2 separate regions of the Mus musculus genome follow, and region 2 is linked to region 1. The links are chromatin contacts, called in public promoter capture Hi-C maps. All regions are on one chromosome and are shown on one strand. The core of a region is the stretch at or near the end of the contact, and the rest is flanking DNA. Distances in the headings are between cores, read along the strand shown.

Evidence for each region. Promoter capture Hi-C pulls out the DNA fragments that hold promoters and counts their contacts.
Region 2: a contact with region 1 is called in a promoter capture Hi-C map of liver, with 2.2 times the contacts expected there. The contact joins the promoter of Ryr1 here to the promoter of Dll3 in region 1. A contact is called at or near these places in 2 of 39 promoter capture datasets (both in liver) and 1 of 9 other capture datasets (liver).

What each region holds. Positions count from the first base shown.
Region 1 is chr7:28,299,419-28,303,059 of GRCm38.p6, reverse strand. Dll3 (delta like canonical Notch ligand 3) reads left to right here and starts at 1,275. Exons shown (of 9, transcript NM_007866.2): 1 at 1,275-1,376; 2 at 1,495-1,776; 3 at 2,836-2,893. The coding sequence starts at 1,314.
Region 2 is chr7:29,123,415-29,126,816 of GRCm38.p6, reverse strand. Ryr1 (ryanodine receptor 1, skeletal muscle) reads left to right here and starts at 1,666. Exons shown (of 106, transcript NM_009109.2): 1 at 1,666-1,852. The coding sequence starts at 1,802.

The sequences.
Region 1 (3,641 bases), core at 26-2,525:
CACAATGTGTTTGCTCCAGGATCCTCCTCACACCCCAGGCCTTAGCAGGGGCTCTGTTTCTGTGCGTAACAAAGTCCTAAACAGCTAAGACTTTCAGAAATCCCTTAAAGTCTGCTTTATTTGTGATTCAGAGCTCTGGAAATACCACCTTGCCTCGTGGTGAAGCAAAACCAGGTGTGGTAGGGTTTTGTGGTATTTTCCTGTATTGGTTTTGAGAAAGGCTTTATGTCGTCTAGGCTGGCTTCTTTCTCTTGTTTGTCCTGCTTCTGCACTGCTGGGATTACAGGTCTGCCATGCCCACCCACGCCTCTTTTTCGACTAAACATTTAGTGGGACTATAGCCGTCTCCCCTCTACAAGACAAATGTGGATATAGGAGCAACTTATATTTTCCCTAAAATTACTAGCTCTGAGTATTAACTTAGTATTTACTGGGGGTGGGGAGTGGGTTTCCTCTGTTTCTGCAGCCTTGCTCACCGTCTGACTTCAGCACACTAGCCTGGGCACCTGCACCTAAATTGTTTTACTTGCCTGGATCCTGCGAAATCCCACCTCCTCGCCCCCCGGGGTGGGATGAGCAGCTCCATTCATCTGGGGTGGAGAGTGGGGCCCTGGTGCCCGAAGACTGAAGACTAATTTCCTGTCCGTTTGCCTCTCACACCTTCCTGAGCCCAAATGGGAGGCCCAGCTGCGGCCCAAGGGGGAGGGGCACGGCCGCCCGGCAGATGGCGACATTTACATACAGCTGGGAGGCCCCTCCAAGACCAGGATCCTAGCCTGGCGTCTGGTGGCGATACTGGCTTCGCGGAGGGGGGGCTTTGTTTTAAGAAGGGGAAACACACATGCATACACACGAGAGGTCTTCCACAAACACACAGGGGTCCACACAAAGAACTCAGGATTCTTCCTCACCGCCTCCTCTGTGGGGCTCCGAAACACAACCTCACACACAGCCGGCTGGAGACGCATTCACTGCACTCATGGGTTCATAGGGTCCTCCACAGCGGACAGGAGCTCACATAAGTACATACATGATAGAGAGGAATGCACCTGTATTTCCGTTCTCCCACTTCAGTACGCACAGTATCTTAGAAATTAACCCCTGCCGCTTTCAGATTGGCGCATGCAATCACACTCAGGATGAACCTCACCAAGTCGCCCACATAGAGTTACTGTATCCCTTTCCCTGGGACCCCTCTCGGCCGGTAGCTAAAAGACTGGCCTGAAGGGGCGGAGCGTCCCCTCAAATATAAGACTCCGGCATCCAGCAGCTGCGACTCCTGAGACTATTTCCCCATCCTGTCCCCCAAAGCAATGGTCTCTCTGCAGGTGTCTCCGCTTTCCCAGACGCTGATCCTGGCTTTTCTTCTTCCTCAGGTCAGATACAGAAAGGAAAGGAACAGATGGGGTTGGGCCGAGACCTGGAGGTCTTAGAGACTTTCATGGGGCACACAGATACCTAGGTCCCTTAACCTTGTGGCCCTCTCTGTCCCAGGCACTGCCAGCTGGTGTCTTCGAGCTACAAATTCATTCTTTCGGGCCAGGCCCAGGCCTCGGGACCCCACGCTCCCCCTGCAACGCCCGAGGCCCTTGCCGCCTCTTCTTCAGGGTCTGCCTGAAGCCCGGAGTCTCCCAGGAGGCCACCGAGTCCCTGTGCGCCCTGGGCGCAGCACTGAGCACGAGCGTCCCGGTCTATACGGAGCACCCCGGAGAGTCAGCGGCTGCCCTGCCGCTGCCTGATGGCCTCGTACGTGTGCCCTTCCGCGATGCTTGGCCGGTGAGTCCAACCTCCACCTCTTTCTGTCCCCCCCCAGCTCCCGACACCATCCCGTGCCCCAGAGCCTTTACTACCCCCTCCTCTCCGAAACCCACATTCCCAGACCCCCTCCGCTATTCTCTTCAGGGATGTCTTAAAACTGGGCTTCTCATCTTTTTGTGGTTGTGTGTGTGTGTGTGTGTGTGTGTGTGTGTGTGTGTGTGTGTGTGTGTGTTATACTCACGAATACGCTTTACAGCGATATGTGGACAATTTCAGTTCTGCCCTTTATTTACCATGTGGGACCCAGGGGGTTGGACTAAGGTTTTCAGTAAGTGTTTTTTACCCAGTGAATCCTCTTCTCATCCTGTTTTGTTGTTATTGTTTGTATTTTGTTTTGTATTTTTAGAGACAAGCCTGGCTGTCTCTGAGTTCACTATGTAGCTAAATCTGGTCGTGAGTTCCTGATCCTCCTGTCTTCACTCACTCCCATCTCCCAAGTGCTGGAGTTATGGGGTGCAATAGCAAGTCGAGTTGGGGTCTTTGTCTTTATTCTAGATCTCTTCTTTGGACCTGGGGCTCCTCTCAAGCACTTTCTTGAGGTCACCTAATCTCTCATGTTTCCAGCCTTAGTTCTTTTGGTTGGGACATCAGGTCACTTACTGAATCCTGGTCCCCATCCCTGTACCCTGCACATCTCAAAAAGAATCAGGGCCCGTATTTGAAATGTAGACATTGTTGGGAACTTTTTCCATATTTTATTTCCTCACCTGTAGATGGGAACACCTTAGTATGTCCTTTTGGACAGGGTCTTGCTAGATACCCCAAACTAACCTCATATTTGAAACCCTCCTATCTCAGCCTCCTGAGCGCTGGGATTACAGGTATGTGCAAACACACTTGGCACAATGGCGTATCCAGAATGAGACCAAAATGCTCCTGGCTCCCGGGGCAGCTCCTTCTGGGAATGCTCCGTAGCTCAGTCCCAGAGCTGGCTTCCAGACTCCGTGCTGTGTTCTGGAGGTCAGTGAGCTTCCCTGACCACCGGCTTCCTCTCTTCGTTCTTCTCTGTCCAACCAGGGCACCTTCTCCCTCGTCATTGAAACCTGGAGAGAGCAGCTGGGAGAGCATGCTGGAGGTGGGTGTCTCACGGGTAGGAAGGGGCAGTGTTGAGTTCAGGACTGATAATGGGCTGCCTCTAAAGTGGAGCATTCCTGCTGGGCTTGTGATGTCATCATAGCTCCTAGGATGTGGTGCTGGGCTAGTGGTTTTGGATCTGTGGGCAATCTGGGTATAAATATAATTCAAAATTCCTAATGGTAGCAATGTAAAGACCATGTCCTGAGAGAGGTTGAGCATCTCTGACCCCAAAATGAGACAAAGGGCTCCAAAATCCATTTATTGTATCTTATCTGTTGTAATAGAGAAGAACTCCCCATATGCTATGCAAGACTCCATCATTGAGCCTTGCTCCTAGTCCCTAGTAGATTCCTGGGACACTCTACTTCTGAGCCATCTCCTTGGCCTTGATTTTGTATTTGAAACAATGTCTCATGTAGCCCAAACTGTCTTCAAAATGCCCATTATAGGAATTATCCCCACTATGCTGCACCTAAAATTTAAGTCTTTTTCTTGAAACAGGGTGTCACATAATGTAGACAGGCCTTGAACTTGCTGTGTAGCCCAGGCTGTCCTTGAATTCACAGTTCTCCTGCCTCCGCCTCCCAAGTGCTGGCGTTGTGAGCATGAACCACCATTTTGAGGTTGGTTGTCTCTTTTTAGCTTTCTGGATAAGGCTCCTCCATTGGTACTAGGCCATCCATCTGGCTTAACTCTGCCCTTTGTGAGGCTTTTGCTGGGATTAGACATGAGTGGAGCCACTACGC
Region 2 (3,402 bases), core at 417-2,916, 820 kb before region 1:
TGTGACATTGTGTAAGGTGCCTGACTCCATCTCCCAAAGGCAGCTCTTCACATCTGCAGACTTGGCACTGTGAGAGTGGGGAAATTGTGCCCCCTAAAGGTTACCCTGGGGACTACAGGGCATTTAGGAGATCTCCGCAGGGGCCACGTGCTTTTATTTTCTGCTGGCTGTTAAGCATGCCAATAATAGCATGGTTGTGAGAAACTAGTGGTAATAAAAAGATCTTAGCTCACACCTGAACTGCAACAGGTGGGTAAGAGACATCAGTCAGGACTACTTCAAAAGGCAGGTTTTAGCTGGGGGCTCGGGGGTGGGGTGGGGTGGGGTGGGGTGGGGTGGGGTGGGGTAGGGTGGGGTGGGGTGACGCATTTGTTTAACCTCAGTGCTGGGAGGCAGAGGCCTGGGATGTTTGCGAGTTCAAGGTCAGGCTGGTGTTTTCTCTCCCCCCTCCCACACCCATGCCCCTGCCCCCCAGTTTTGAGACAGGGTATCAGGTAGCACAGGCTGGCCTCCAGCTAGGGAGCTGAGGTTGACTTTGAGTTTCTGATCCTTTCTGCTTGCTGGAATTACAGACTCACATGGCCACTCCCAGTTTATGGATGGAACCCGGGGCTTTGTGACAGCTAGATAAACATTATATCGACTAGGGCATGCCTGCAGCCCTGTTTTTGTCTCTGTTTTGATACAGGGTCTTTTTTTTTTTTTTCTTCCTTTTCTTTATTTACATTTCAAAAATTTTCCCTGTTCCAGATCTCCCCTTCGGAAACCCTCTATCCCATCCCCCCTCCTCTTGCTTCTATGGGGGTGCTCCCCCATCCACCCTCCCACTCCTGTCTTCCCACCATAGCATTCTCCTATACTGGGGCATCCATTGAACACCCTTAGGCCCAAGTGCCACTCCTCCCACTGATGTGCAACAAGGCCATCCTCTGCCACATATGCGGCCGGAGCCATGGGTCCCTCCATGTGTATTCTTTTGTTGGTGGTCCAGTCCCCCGGAGTTCCAGGGGGTCTGGCTGGTTGACACTGAGATAGGCTCTTATTATGCGGTCCCAACTCCAGATTTACAATCCTCTTGCCTCAATCTCTTCAGAGCTTGGATGATAAGCCATACCACTCTGTCTGGTACTAAGTGATTTTTTTTTTAATGTTAGGGGATGTGGTGTGCATCCAAGCTACAACTGTGTGATTCTGCAGCAAGGGTGAAGCTCAGTTTAGCCATTAAGAAAGGGATGGAACTAGGCTGAGGGTGTAGCCCAATGGTAGAATGCTTGCCTGGCATGCAAGTGATCTAGGGTTTGAACCACGGCATTACATAAATCAGATGGGGCCAGAGGTTCAAGATCACTCTTGACTACATGTGGAGTTTAAGGCCATTCTGAAGTACATGACACTCGGAGGGGGAGGGGAAGGGGAGGGAGAGAGGAAGGGGTAAAGGGAGAGCCAGCCAAACAAATATATACATGATATCTCACTGTGACCATGGCCACTCAGCTACTTTCTAGACACCCAGTTCACTGGAGAGAACGAACACCTTCCACCAAGAGTTTGTGCTGTGGGCGGGGTTCTGAACAGGGGCGTAGCTTGTCCCATGCTTGCCCAATGGGTGTGCGGTGGGGCGGGGACCTTCTCTCATTGTGTCCCGCACAGGGCATGCTTCCTGCAGTTCCATCTCCCTCGCGGGTGCCTCTGGCTTCCCTAGAGGTCTCCGACCCCAGCCCGCCCTCAGGTTCCCCGCCAAGCCTGCAGCCCCCTCTCGCCATCCTCAGACCCTAGCCCGGGACACCCGGGGATTGCCATCATGGGTGATGGAGGAGGTGAAGGCGAGGACGAGGTCCAGTTTTTGCGGACGGTACGTTTTTGTCTGGGTCCGGAGGTCTTGGGTGATTTCTTGCTTACTTTTCTGAGAGTCTCTCTGTCTCTTCCCTGCTTGCTGGTGGTCTCTGAAATCCGAGGTCACTTTGTCTTTCCGTTTTTTCTCATCACCTTTTCGACCACGGAGAATTAGCAGGATTTAGGAGGACCGAGTGGGCAGGAGAGGGTGGGATCCTCAGACGCCCTCTCCTGACATAAGAGATTTGGGGTCATTGAGGAAGCACCCCGCCTCCTGCCGTTCTGGAAGCAGGCACTTGAGGAAGGTGGTTCTAATTCTTGGGCTTAATTTAGCTGTCCTCCACCGCCACCCCAGCCCTCATTCCCTTCTTGCTCCAGGCTCTGACCTATTTAAATTCTTGGGAAGGGGGCTGGGGTGGGCTGGACAACACCTTTCTTTTCAACTCCTAGTCTTTGGCCGTCTCCTTGGGGGTCTCTTGGAGCTTCAATGTACTTTTCCCCTCGGTTTTGGCGAGGAGGATTTAACTATGTCAGCTAATGGCCTCTGAGGGTACCTGGGTGATGAAGTCTTTCTCAGCTCCTTGGTATATCTTATGTCTGAGTCTCTGTCTCTTGGCCCTTGGCTTCAGCCTTCTGCGTGTGGCTGTCCCTCTGATCCTGTCTCTCTGAATCTCAGATCTCCAGCTGGGGGCAGGGATGGGACTTGGGACAACAGGTGTCTCTCCCAGAATAGCCCTCTTTTCTGGGCTCTGGGTAGGGGACAGGGAGGGGACAAGAGGGGGAGGGGCTGCCTTTTTCTTAGTCCTTCCCACCATATCCTCCCATGGGCTGAGATGGGGGTTGGATATGGGAGATGGTCTCTGTTGGGGCCAGGTCTGCTGACCCTGCACTCTCTCCCCCCCAACCCCCCACCCCCGAGGTCCTGGGTCCACACAGAAATGCTGACGCAGCATTCCTGACCCAGAATAGGACCCTGGTAGGCTGGGTCCGGTTTCTTGGGAGGGAGGAACAAACAGCTGGGGCTGGTAATGAAGGATGGGGACAGCTGGACTGTGAAGCCACTGGAGGAGGGCCTCTCCCCAGCCCCAGCCCCTTAGCCTACACCATGGCTTTCCATTGCCCTAGTAAGCCAATGGCTGTGGCTCCCAGCTGCTGAGCAGTCACTGCACCAGGCCCCGTGCCCAGGGCCTCAGCCTCCTGAGGTGTCTAATTATATTCTCATTGCCCTATCTTCTGAGGTAGGGCCCTATCTTTATCTCCCAGGGAGATTTGAGGGAAACCAAGCCCCATGTGGTAGACTTGCCCAAGGTCAAGGCCAGGAAGTGGCCTCCCTGAGTGCCCTGGGAGGCCAAGGTTTGCTTTCAAAAGAGGAAATCTGGACCAGGCTTGCTAGGGTAGCCAGTGTCAGGGGGTCAAAGGCCCCAGGATGGGTCTGCTTGCCTCAATGTTACTGGGGTTGTGTGGTACTTTCTTCCAAAAACCAACCAACCAAACAACCAAACAACCAAAAAAACCCCTCGTTTACATCATATCCCCCCCCTATAAGAAAGAATCTGTATAGCAACCCAG